2 separate regions of the Rattus norvegicus genome follow, and region 2 is linked to region 1. The links are chromatin contacts, called in public Hi-C maps. All regions are on one chromosome and are shown on one strand. Each heading gives the region's core, a stretch centred on a gene start, on an enhancer-like site or on the middle of the called end of the contact. The rest is flanking DNA. Distances are from core to core; before and after follow the strand shown. Region 1 holds the start of Kcnj2 (potassium inwardly-rectifying channel, subfamily J, member 2). Region 2 has its middle 440 kb from the start of Kcnj2.

Evidence for each region. Hi-C and Micro-C count contacts between places; a contact is called where the count stands out from the background.
Region 2: a contact with region 1 is called in a Hi-C map of Schwann cells, with 8 times the contacts expected there. The contact joins the enhancer-like site here to the promoter of Kcnj2 in region 1. A contact is called at or near these places in 3 of 12 Hi-C or Micro-C datasets (Schwann cells, frontal cortex and mammary epithelial cells).

The regions. Positions count from the first base shown.
Region 1 is chr10:96,556,628-96,562,292 of GRCr8, reverse strand. Kcnj2 (potassium inwardly-rectifying channel, subfamily J, member 2) reads right to left here and starts at 2,068. Exons shown (of 2, transcript NM_017296.2): 1 at 1,888-2,068. LOC120095206 (a long non-coding RNA gene) reads left to right here and starts at 2,106. Exons shown (of 2, transcript XR_005490516.2): 1 at 2,106-2,336; 2 at 2,440-5,665.
Region 2 is chr10:96,993,924-96,999,588 of GRCr8, reverse strand. No RefSeq gene overlaps it. Among named protein-coding and RNA genes, the nearest start is that of Kcnj2, 440 kb to the right of the region's middle. Within about 2 kb of position 2,843, at least 32 of the 93 cell types and tissues checked have an H3K27ac peak or open chromatin away from gene starts, as enhancers often do.

The sequences.
Region 1 (5,665 bases), core at 819-3,318:
TGATAATCAGATAATCACAGTGTCCCACCAGAGGGTTATTGAATCTCAGTGAGAAAATACATTTCTAACTAAAGATAGGAGATAGCAGAAGAAAAGGTGCTGGGTGAGAGAAGACCGCTAATGAGTGCTTGGAGCAGCTATTCCCCAGCTGACGCCATGTAGACCAGCCCCAGAGTGCTCTGGGCACAAGTTGCTATGTGAGTCCTATGGCTGCAGAGCAACCTCTGTGAGACTCAGTAAACAGAAAGGAGGGGGAAGGACAAGTGCAGGGGGGGGAGCAGTGGTAAGACACCCATTTATATCTGTGCGAGTGCTGTCTCTAACGTTGACACACAGCCCTGTTTGTGGCAACTCGAAGCACGTGTACATGCCAAGGGCAGCGTGTGTTTAGTAAATAAGAATTTACATCTTTTATTAAACGTTTTAAAAGGGTACAACCATTCAGGGAAAGATGGGTGGGGTGGGGGTGGGCAAGCTTCTAAACTACTCAGAATTCAAAGAAGGCCACCTAACCAGAGGGTTTTGATAAGGAGTGTGTGAAAGATACTGACTGCTTTGTTTGTTTGTTTAAGTAATTTCACAGAGGTACAAAACAAGATCCTTTACAGATATCAATAATATATACTATATATATATATATAATATATATGGAATACCACAATGTGGAGTGAGAGGCACAAAACAAATTGAGATGACCTTGACCCCAACTGTCACTGTTCCCCCATACTTGAAGTAACCTATCTCTCCTGGGCATCAGGAAGTGTGTGTGTGTGTGTGTGTGTGTGTGTGTGTGTGTGTGTGTGTGTATACGTGCGTGTGCAGTGAAAATAAAAATAAAAGCCCTGGATGTGAGCAAGACAAGGCAGACAAATGTGGTGATAGCTCACAGTGCATGTACAGAGCTGGTTTGCAAAAGGGAATATGAGTGTCTATTAATTATTAATAGGAAGGGACAACAAATAATAAAAGGAGATATTAATTCTCTTCTATGTTTAACCAAAACAGGTTTTCAAGCAACGCCTTTATTTCATGCCAGGTATCTTCGGAGTCTGTGAAGATCTTTGGAATAGACAGCCTCATCCAAGTCTCCACTGACTGACTGAACCAGACAGACATGCGACAACCCATTTCCTATCTTGGTTTCTCCCTCAACTGTCATAGGAGTACACGTTACGAAGCAGTCTTTTTTTCCTCCTAGAATCAAGTTGCTTCGATCATTGCTTCCCTAAAACCACATCGTCTTCAAATGAGGGATTTACACCATTATTACTAAGAACAGCAAAGTACTTAGGGGAGACTGACAGGATGGGAAAGTTTTGCGGTCTTGAGGCTAAAATCCAACTCCGGCTGCTACTCTTTTTTTCCCCCCTTCAGCAAAGGAACTTTGAGACTTGAGATGCTCACTCTCGAATTTTGTGCTGTATTTGTAGCAAGGAAACCCCCTCCCCAAACACTAAGGATCTAGATTAAGTGCTGAGTCTCTCGGTCAGACCAATCTCTAGCCACCTTCTCTTCCTCCCTCTCGACCGCAATAAGAGGAAGAATCCACGCCAGGCTCACGCTTGACTCTAAACCCAATATCTAGCTACAGCTGGTGCATTGGAAGTTATGAGCACAAACAGATGCTGCAGAGAAATCTGTTTCTATTGCTCAACTCTTCCAAGCGTGTCTCAGTATTTTTAGCTCGGAGGATGTTCTGGTGCGCACACAAACTATATAGGCAACGAGCCGGGGCTCCAAAGCTTGCGAGAGGAAAGCAATACAGCGGTCTGACAACTGGACACCTCCGGAGCTGCCGGAGCTGTGACGGTGGCGCAAGTTCATTGCCCTGGACACACACACACACAGACAACCGAGAGAACAGGAAGAAAACACAGAAGCCCTTACCTGTTGCTGGCACAGGATCATGGGGACATGGAGTGGAAGTGGGGGTTACAGAAGCATGTAAGATCCAGTGGTTTTTGTGAAAGAGAGTGAGCCGAAGCAAGTGAGAATTCCCAAGACCCTGCTTGCCGGCGCCGGGAAGGCTGCGCGCTGGCCAGGGCTCCAGTGCGCTCTGCGATAGCCTGGAAGCTTTTGAGGCGGTCCCTGTGATAACCAGCCTTGCTGGCTCCGCCCCCTGCCCACTGCTGACCAATCGGAGCGCACCTGACTGCGCTGCCAACCCGGGGAACCGCCACCAGGAGGAGGAGGATCTTTACACCCGCGGCCCGTGGCTCTGCCAGCCTCGGAACCTGCGGTGGCTTCCTCTACCTCCTCCAGCTGCCTAGCCTGGTCTGAGAGTCCAGCTCTGGGCCAAGGAGGAGGAAGTCGCGGCCCAGAGGGGACAGCAACAGGTGGGAAGCTCAGCCGCCATGCAGCTGCCTAATTGCAGCCTGGCCTTGGGCAAAGCTTCCCACTGGGTTCTCTGAGACCCACACTTCCCGGTTTCTTTCCAAGGCGGAGGCCGGCTGTACGTGTTCAAGTAAGGGCCCGGGAGAGGTGGCAGTGCCTGGGAAAGACGTCTGCAGCAGGGACGGAATGAATGATCACTGGGGTGCGTCTCCCTCTATCCCTTCTCCAGCCTGTAGGCTGTCGAAACCCACAGAGCATTCAGCTGCAGTTCGCGGATAATCTTTATATTAAACCTGGAAAGGCTCCCCCGGACCCGCACTCAATAGCCGGCGAGATTTAGATGTGCTAGCGATTGCTTGTCTGACTGAGCTGTTTCTCCTCGCGAATGGCGGTGAATCACTTACAAACAAAAAAGCTCCTGGACTTCTCCGGGATATGTGGGGGAAGGGAGGGAGCCGCTGGTTCCTCTCTCGCCTTGTCCGCCCTCAATCTTTCTCTCCACCACCGCCCGGCACGCTCTGCTCACGTTAAACCAGAACAATTAGAGGGTAATGAATTCTCCGGAACAGCAACTCCTACAGACTCTCAGCTCTGCCTTCGCCCCAGCGCCTCCCAGTCCTCCTTCCCAGCAACCAGGCAAGAGTACTGCAGACCTTCAAAAGCCAGCCTCGGTTAGCACCTGCATCCTGACAGTTTATAAATGAATTCCCGAGTGACTGTGTGTAAAGCGGGTGTATATTATCTCTGAGTACATTGGGATCATAGCGAAGCTTTGCTTTTAAAAGAACGTGATACGTTTAGGAGTCTTTTCTTGTTTTATCTTCCACGAAGTTTGCAGTCCGGTTTAATGATTATGCTTCAAGCGCCCCCAAAGCATCCTGCCTACCTTTAACTTAAACCCCTGAAGACCTCCTTGAGTCACCAAACAACTTCTACAAAGTATTTCGCATTCTAGGTGGTAGGAGCAGGGCGCGCTTTTCTGTGTAGCAGAGTTGAAAGGAACCTTTCTGAGTTACTGCGTGGATGCCCGCCTCCTCGTCCCACATCCGCACTTGGCCCCTAGGAGGTGCTGGTGAAATGTGCATAGATTTTCGCTTTTGCCTTAAGAAGCCTTCCCCCGCCCCTGCCCCCCCCCTCCAGCATGAGCAAGTCACTTAAGGGGCTCTACAGTAGGTCATGCAAGCCCTAGGACTGTTTTAATATACAAATGGTGTTTCATTTGCTGAGGCTGACTATGTCAAGCCCTGATACTGAGGGTCGCCTTTTAAAACCTCTTATAATGGGATATTGTCTCCCCGCAGGGGAGGTCTTCCTTATCATATATTAAGCCATATATTATTTATAAATAGCTTAGAACCCAGGCTGTAGCCTGAAGCGAAAAGAATCCGGCGACAGAAAAATTAACCCTTCATTAGCCAAGGCATAGAGAAGGAGTTAACAGCTCATTTATGTTTTAATTTTTTTCCCCTTGTCTTTCTTCTGGGTTGGGGCTCACTTCATAAGTGGATGGTGAAGAATTTTCCAAACTGTAGGAACACCCCCACCCCCTTTCCCCCATAGGTAAGGCTCTCTGTTTGAAATAGCCCAGCTACCCAGAAAAGGGAAGTGTTTTCTAGTTCACCGTTGTTTTATTTTAACAGTCCACTCTCAGGAAAACCAGTAAGCTCCAAGCCAAGACAGTTTCATAGAACGGGAAGGGTCATTAAAGAAACGAGTGCAATACTCTTCGCCTTTGTTTGGCTGTGTACATTTTGCTGTAGAGGCAGATAAAATAATGACTCTAGTCTTTCTGCCAATCATAGACTTTACTCTCAGTCCTCTCCCAGGGACTGAGTAAATGACAGGCCACAGGGCAGGTATCTAGATGGAGAAAGTTCACAGAAATTAGATTTTTACGAGCAGCTTCCCAGGCTAAGAAGAGGCTTTCCCTTCATTGTTTAGTTTACCAAACACCAAGGATTTAATTTTGACTAAAACGTGTTCAGCATTTGTTAGATTTGCATAGCTTCCCTGTAACTGCACCTTTTAATTAATAAATGGCTTTTTACCCCATCCCTATTAGGAAATCTCTACCGTGCCAAAGTATCAGGGTTGGGATAAATATGCTCTCTTTGGAGCAGTGAGTGATACAGATTGCTCTAGTCGGTCTACCTTTTTTTGGCTGACTTAGGCTTTATTTAGCACGTGAGCACGTGAGCACATGCACACACACACACACACACACACACACACACACACACACACACACACGCACACACACAGGGATAGAAGGTAGAGAGCCATTAGTTTTGGACACTGTGACAGTTGGCTGTTGGGATCCATCTGTGGATTAAATTTTTCCAAGGAAACCACAATTGCGCTCTTACTGACTCCCTCCACGGCAACCATCTATAATATTAGCTCCAATATTAGTCAGACTCTGGATGAGAGAGAAGGCTGACTGTGCATGGCCATGTGACGGAGAGAGCACCTGTCTCACTGGAAGCAGAAATCTTCCCTTCACACTTGCCTGAAGGAGGAGAAACACATTCAGACATCCACTGCCCGTATATTTTCAAACTCATAGTCCAGACACACACACACACACACACACACACACACACACACACACCAACCTCTAGCAGTTTCACATACTCCACGTTAAGAACCACTAACTTGCAATAATAATGATAAATTAAATATAAGTGATAGACTATTCGTTTGAGTTGCAATAGAACAAAGCCACCTAAAGTGGCACTTCAAAAGGTCAAATCGACTCTTTATTGGAAATCCCCTTTGTCTTTGAAAATTAATCATTTAATCATTATTACTTACCATTATGATGATAGCTCTATTCTTTATAATGATCTTTATGGATAGACTTTTAAAATACCTACTCAGCACCTAGTCAAAGAAACAATATTTCTTTTCCCCTTCAGAGTTCTTTTTTTTTTTTTTTTGCCTTAGATGCCAAACAATTAAACAAAACACTGAAATGATCCAATGCTGGGGGTGGGAGGGGGAAAGCCCACAAGAAATATTTTGTCACATTCATTGGCAATGAGGATGCTAGGGACATATGAAAGACAAACTTGTCACCTGACTATGTTAATGTCCCCATGCCCATGTACCCATGACCTCTGACTCTGTGTTTTAATGAATGGCGGGCGTAAGTATGACTTTGGAGTTTCACATCCTCTATCTACTCAGAGGCACTGAAAGAGTGAACTTCCTTCATAAGTATGGTCTGTGAAGATGCTTCTCTGCGTCTCGCATACCTGGAAACATAGTATCTTCTGCCCTGGCTTTTTTATAGGACTGAAACCCTACCTGGAAACATAGTATCTTCTGC
Region 2 (5,665 bases), core at 1,594-4,093, 440 kb before region 1:
AAGACTATGTTATAGATTCTTGCCAGAAATATAGGTCCGTTGGGTTACTCATCAAATAGGCAGCAGGAAAAGCTGAGTCAGCAATTATCTCTAAAGTTTTGTATATCCGTTAAGTATTCATTAACTACATCCCATTATCAGAATCATGGTGAATAAAGCCATGTATTTATCGAAGCGCAATGTTCACCTAATTACTGTTAGTATCCTTCCTCTTCTAGAGATTTGTATTTTATCAATCATTAACCGAGTCAGGCACTAAGAATCATTACGGCATTATTTGTTAATCAAAGCGGAGCGGATAGAATTCAGACATTAGAGTTAAGGTTGGAAGACATTGAACCCTGGTTACCAGACAAATACAGTGTCCAATCACAAGAGAGCTGTGTAGCTTGCGTATGGACACTTAAATACTCAATCATTTAACTCACATTTTAGAAGTTAAGTGAAATGTTACAGAGGAGGGGCTGAGACAAAAATAGATACTTACATCCAACCAATGGCCTGAAGCCGGGGACCTCTGTGGTTGAATTAGGGAAAGGCTGGAAGAAGTTGAGGAGGACTGTGGCCCCACAGGAAGACCAGCAGTCTCAACAACATGGGCCATCAAGATCTCTCATGTACCAAGGCACCAACCAGGCAGCATACACTAGCTGGTCCGAAGCCCAGGCACATAGACAGCAGAGGATGGCCTGATCTGGCCTCAATGAGAGAAGATGCACCTAACCGCTGAGAGAGGACAGGCCTCAGGGAATGGGGAGGCCTGGTGGGGTGTCAGGTGTTTGGGGGGATGGGGTCATCCTTTTGGAGATGGGGAGGAGGAATGGGATGAGGAACTGTGGGAGGGCAGAACAGGAGGGGTGTAATGACTGGGCTGTAACAAAAAGATTAAAGATAATAAAAAATATGGCTATTTATTTTAATGGTGTTTATATATGATTTCAGGAATGATTGTATGGGATAATTGATTGGGGAGTTCTGCAGAATCCTTACCCGGAGAGCTGAAGAGGAATGTTTGTCCTGTTCTCAGCATTTCTTGGTTGCCTGCAGTTCAGTGTCTAGGGTTGGAGCTTATGAGATTCTCCTTCTGTGTTAGCATATATATTGCTGGTGTCCTTGTTTGGGTCCTATTTGGGCAGCAATATCCATGAGACTTCATGGTCAGCCCCTCTGACCCTTTTAGGACACGACATGACAGCAAACTTCCTTGGTTTCCTGACTCTCACCATCTGCCCCCATCTTCTGCTTCAATCCCTAAGCCACTGGCGAGGGAGTTGTATTTTAGATGGATCAGTCGGATTGAGCCAGGCACCTCGGGATCAGTCCTCATCCTCTGCATTTTAAGAAGTTGTGATTTTCCGTAACGATCTCTTTCTTTTGCAAAGGAAAGTTCCTTCGATAAGAGGTGAGGCCTGCACTTACCTGTGGTCATACAGACAAGTATTTGGAATGCAGTTAGAAATTACCCTCATTTAGTAAAGTGATAGTTGCAGTTTCTTTCCGAGACCCATGACCTCACTAGCCAGGAGAACCTGGTTTCCAGAACCAAGCACAATTTCTTTCTCGTTGAGCGGGCTTTAAGTCTCGTTAAAAAGCTGTTGGTTATCCCCAAGAAATATATACTACTATTGCACTCGTAGGGTTATAGAACATCGCTGGTCATTGTAGTTTATAGGCATAATATCTGGATAGACGGGTTGGTTGTTTTCTTCCCTTGAAAGCTTGCATGAAAACTTCTAGTATTACGAAGGCTAGCCCGAGGGAAGAGACTGAAAAATCAGATCCAGATCAGATCCTCTGGGTCCTATGTACAAAGTACATGGTGTCTTTGGCCATAGGGACTTACCTTGCATTGCTAAGAGGCAATGTAGAAAATAGCTTAGGTGGTGGGAAGTTCAATTAGCGCTGTCCATCCAGTTTAGGGCTAGGACACTGGATGTAGCACCCAGCTAGGTCTTTGAGGTTGGGAAGGCTTCAGTATGTACAAAACGTAGAGGGTCTGGTGGATATTCCAACATTATTAAAGTCCAAATTTCCATTAAAGCCAGAAGTTGTTAACTAGTGAGGGAAAAAAATGTCATTCTGGAAAACACAGAGGACCAACCTTCATATCCCAGGTTTCCTTAGGTGTATTGCTTTCTTTCCTGTGTCAGATAACCAGTAATTCTGGAATCAACCACAGAGATGGAAACTCTATTCACATTTCAGATTCTTTTCCTTCTTTTCTTTTACTTAAATTTTTTTTAAAGAACAAAAAATACTTAATTTTTTAGTTAACTTTTACATAATCAGTCGATTAAAGGAGGAAATTCAGGGACTTAGAGTCACTAGGGAGATGTTCTCTGGTTTTGTAAATTGACATCGCAAAATGCAGTAGGTCAGAGAAGCCATGATAATTATACATTGTAACTTATTAAAACTAGAGGTATAGCAAATGAATAACGTCAGGCGCACAAAAGACACTGGCAACTTGAGAGATGTCACTGCCAAGAGAAAGGAAAGGTTTTATTCACAAGTATCTTGACATCACTTTCTGCTCTCAGGGGTATAGATTTCAATGTTTATCTTTTGTTGGGTCTCCACAAATCATGGATCCTGCCCCAGTGTTTGTTTAATAAAGTTTATTATTTGTACATGAAATTCTCTTAGAATCCACATCCCATGAAGGAGTTCCAGTAGAGAAGCATTGACTTCTTTCAAATGGACCAGAACACCCAAAACAAATGAAAACACTTCTGGTTGGTTTGGCCAACAGATGGCGCCTTTGTGCTGGGGGGAAAGGGTACCCTCCCAAAAGGGAAGTGGTGGCCAGTATCCTGGGTGTGGAGAGCGCAGAGCTCAATTGAAGACCAGTCTCCCTTTTGTCCCTTTATGTGGGAGCGTTTATGCAAAACGAACGACAACACCTTGCACGGCTCTCAGTTCCACGTGTTCTGTTTCCCTTTCACCTGAAAGTTTGACTTTACTCTTCTTATTTCTAACCCGTATTTTGTGAATTGTGGTTCAACGAACGGTTGCTATTAATATACTGCTTTTCTTCTTTCTGTGTTGAAGAGAGCCTGGCGTATTTTTATTGCCATCTCTGTTTTGGCAACGCTAGACAAGTGGTTGAGTGAAGTGTCACCGATTTGGGGGAGAAACAGACATTATGCAGAAGCGTAACACAGTGACTTTTATTCTTGGCGGCTAGCGGTTTATTTCATCGCTCCGGTGCGAAATAAAAGCCGTCGAATTAAAAAAATATAATTAATTCCCTGGTAGTGTGTTTAAAAAGAAAGACCTGTCAGGCGAGCATTTAAATATGCACCGGAGCTTTAGAAGCAGGAGATGAAACCAAAGACCGCTTCTCTCTGTTCATTAAAAATTCACCGTTTTCTCCTTCAGAGCAAGCCTGTAGACTAGTATCTTCTGCCCTGGTCGCTCGCCCTCCCCAGGGCAGTTTAATTTAAGTATATTTTTCTTCTTTGCAGTCCTCCCACGCTGTTGTGTGAAGTGTTGCTATGGGGCAGGAGCAGCTGCCGTGCCTGTCCCCAGAAGTGGCTCGATTCCAACAGTGGGCACAGGCAGTTATGTAAAGATTGGTTTACAAGGTTTCCTAGGAAACTAGTGATACTGGTCCAGTCAGATTGGACATGAAACACGAAAAGACCAAGTTTAACTGTGGACGAACGAACTGCGAGTGGTCATTCCTGTAAGGGTGGGAGGTGACTCTGCCGGCTAAATCCACGGTAGCCCTGCTTCACTTTTATTTTGAAAGCATTATAATATGCTCATATTGGGAAAACATTGAATTTACCCGAACAACAAAAGTAGTCATGTTGAACGGAAGCTCACAGCCTCACTCATTTATCCACAGTGACCTACAATGATTTTGTTCATTAACAAGATAATACCCATAAACTTTTCCAGGCTACCCATAAAAGGCAAAACTGAGTGAAGTTGCAGGTGTATGGTGATTTCAATACGTACCAGGGAACACTGAATCAGGGACGTTCAAAGTTCATCTCATCGCTCACTCACTCCCTTTCACTGGAGTATCAAGTGAAGTTACACTTGGTTCTCCAGTGTCAGATCCTGAGAAAACAGGAAAACCCATGCAGTCTGTCTAATCGGAGGCCCATAGGTTAGGAAAAGAAAGGAGAGGCATTGAAAGACTGATGTGACATGAGGATCCATCCTTGGATGTCTGAAGGCCACTTGGGGACTCTTTTTTAATTAGTGCCCCCTGTGGGAAATTCTAGAATGCCTACTTTAGTATAACAGTTGCTAAATGCTGGAGAAAACTCACTTGGAGTAGGCTTTAAAAATGCCTGTCTAAGCCTGAGAACCATGAAGTCAGCATTCTGTACCGCAATGTGCTGAGTGACTGGACATTTCTATAAACAAACAAACACCAAAAAAAAAAAAAAAAGCCTGTCTAATAGACAAATGCCAGCAGCAAACCACTGAACTGAGAACGGGACCCCCGTTGAAGGAATCAGAGAAAGGACTGGAAGAGCTTGAAGGGGCTCGAGACCCCATATGTACAACAATGCCAAGCAACCAGAGCTTCCAGGGACTAAGCCACTACCTAAAGACTATACATGGACTGACCCTGGACTCTGACCTCATAGGTAGCAATGAATATCCTAGTAAGAGCACCAGTGGAAGGGGAAGCCCTTGGTCCTGCCAAGACTGAACCCCCAGTGAACATGATTGTTGGGGGAGGGTGGTAATGGGGGGGAGGATGGGGAGGGGAACACCCATAGAGAAGGGGATGGGGAGGGGTTAGGGGATGTTGCCCTGGAAACCGGGAAAGGGAATAACAATCGAAATGTAAATAAGAAATACTCAAGTTGGCTGGGGATTTAGCTCAGTGGTAGAGCAGCTTACCTAGGAAGCGCAAGGCGCAAGGCCCTGGGTTCGGTCCCCAGCTCCGAAAAAAAGAACCAAAAAAAAAAAAAAAAAAGAAATACTCAAGTTAATAATGATAAAAAATATAAAAAAAATGCCTGTCTAGGTGATACGAACAGAAATTTCTAGATGGTCAGACTGCTCCATTTTGCCCAATACCTCATAGTCCACACAGTGCAGTTAAGACATCAGTCCCACTGGAAAGATCTCCAGTATAAAGTAGACATATTGATAATAAAAAAAAGGAGGTCAAGCTATTGCAGAAATTCACAAAATTTACAAGTCTGTTTACCAGTTATTATTGTCAGTATTGCACCTTTCGTAGGAGTTATGTTTCAGAAATGAGAATTTACTTATGGGTTTTCTTCCAGTGACTAACAATTGCTTTAATAAATAACCCAGGTACCCCACATTAATATTGTAGACGTTGAGAAGTGGGCCTTTATATTCTATTTCAGGCAACTGTGTTGTTTCTTTTTTTAAAAAAATTGATTATTCCATTTATTTGCATTCCAAATGTTGTCCTCTGTCCCAGTTCCCTCTCCCAGGGTCCTTCACCCATTCTCCTTTTCCCCTTTGCCTCTGAAAGGGTGCTCCCCCTGGACATCCCCTTTCCCTGGTACATAAAGTTTCTAAAGGATTAGGCACAACCTCTCCTACTGAGGCCAGTCAAGACAGTCCGCTGCTACATATGGGCTGGGGTCTTGGATCGGTCCCTGTATGCTCTTTGGTTGGGGGCTTAGTCTCTGGGAGCTCCAAGAGGGTCCTGGTTAGT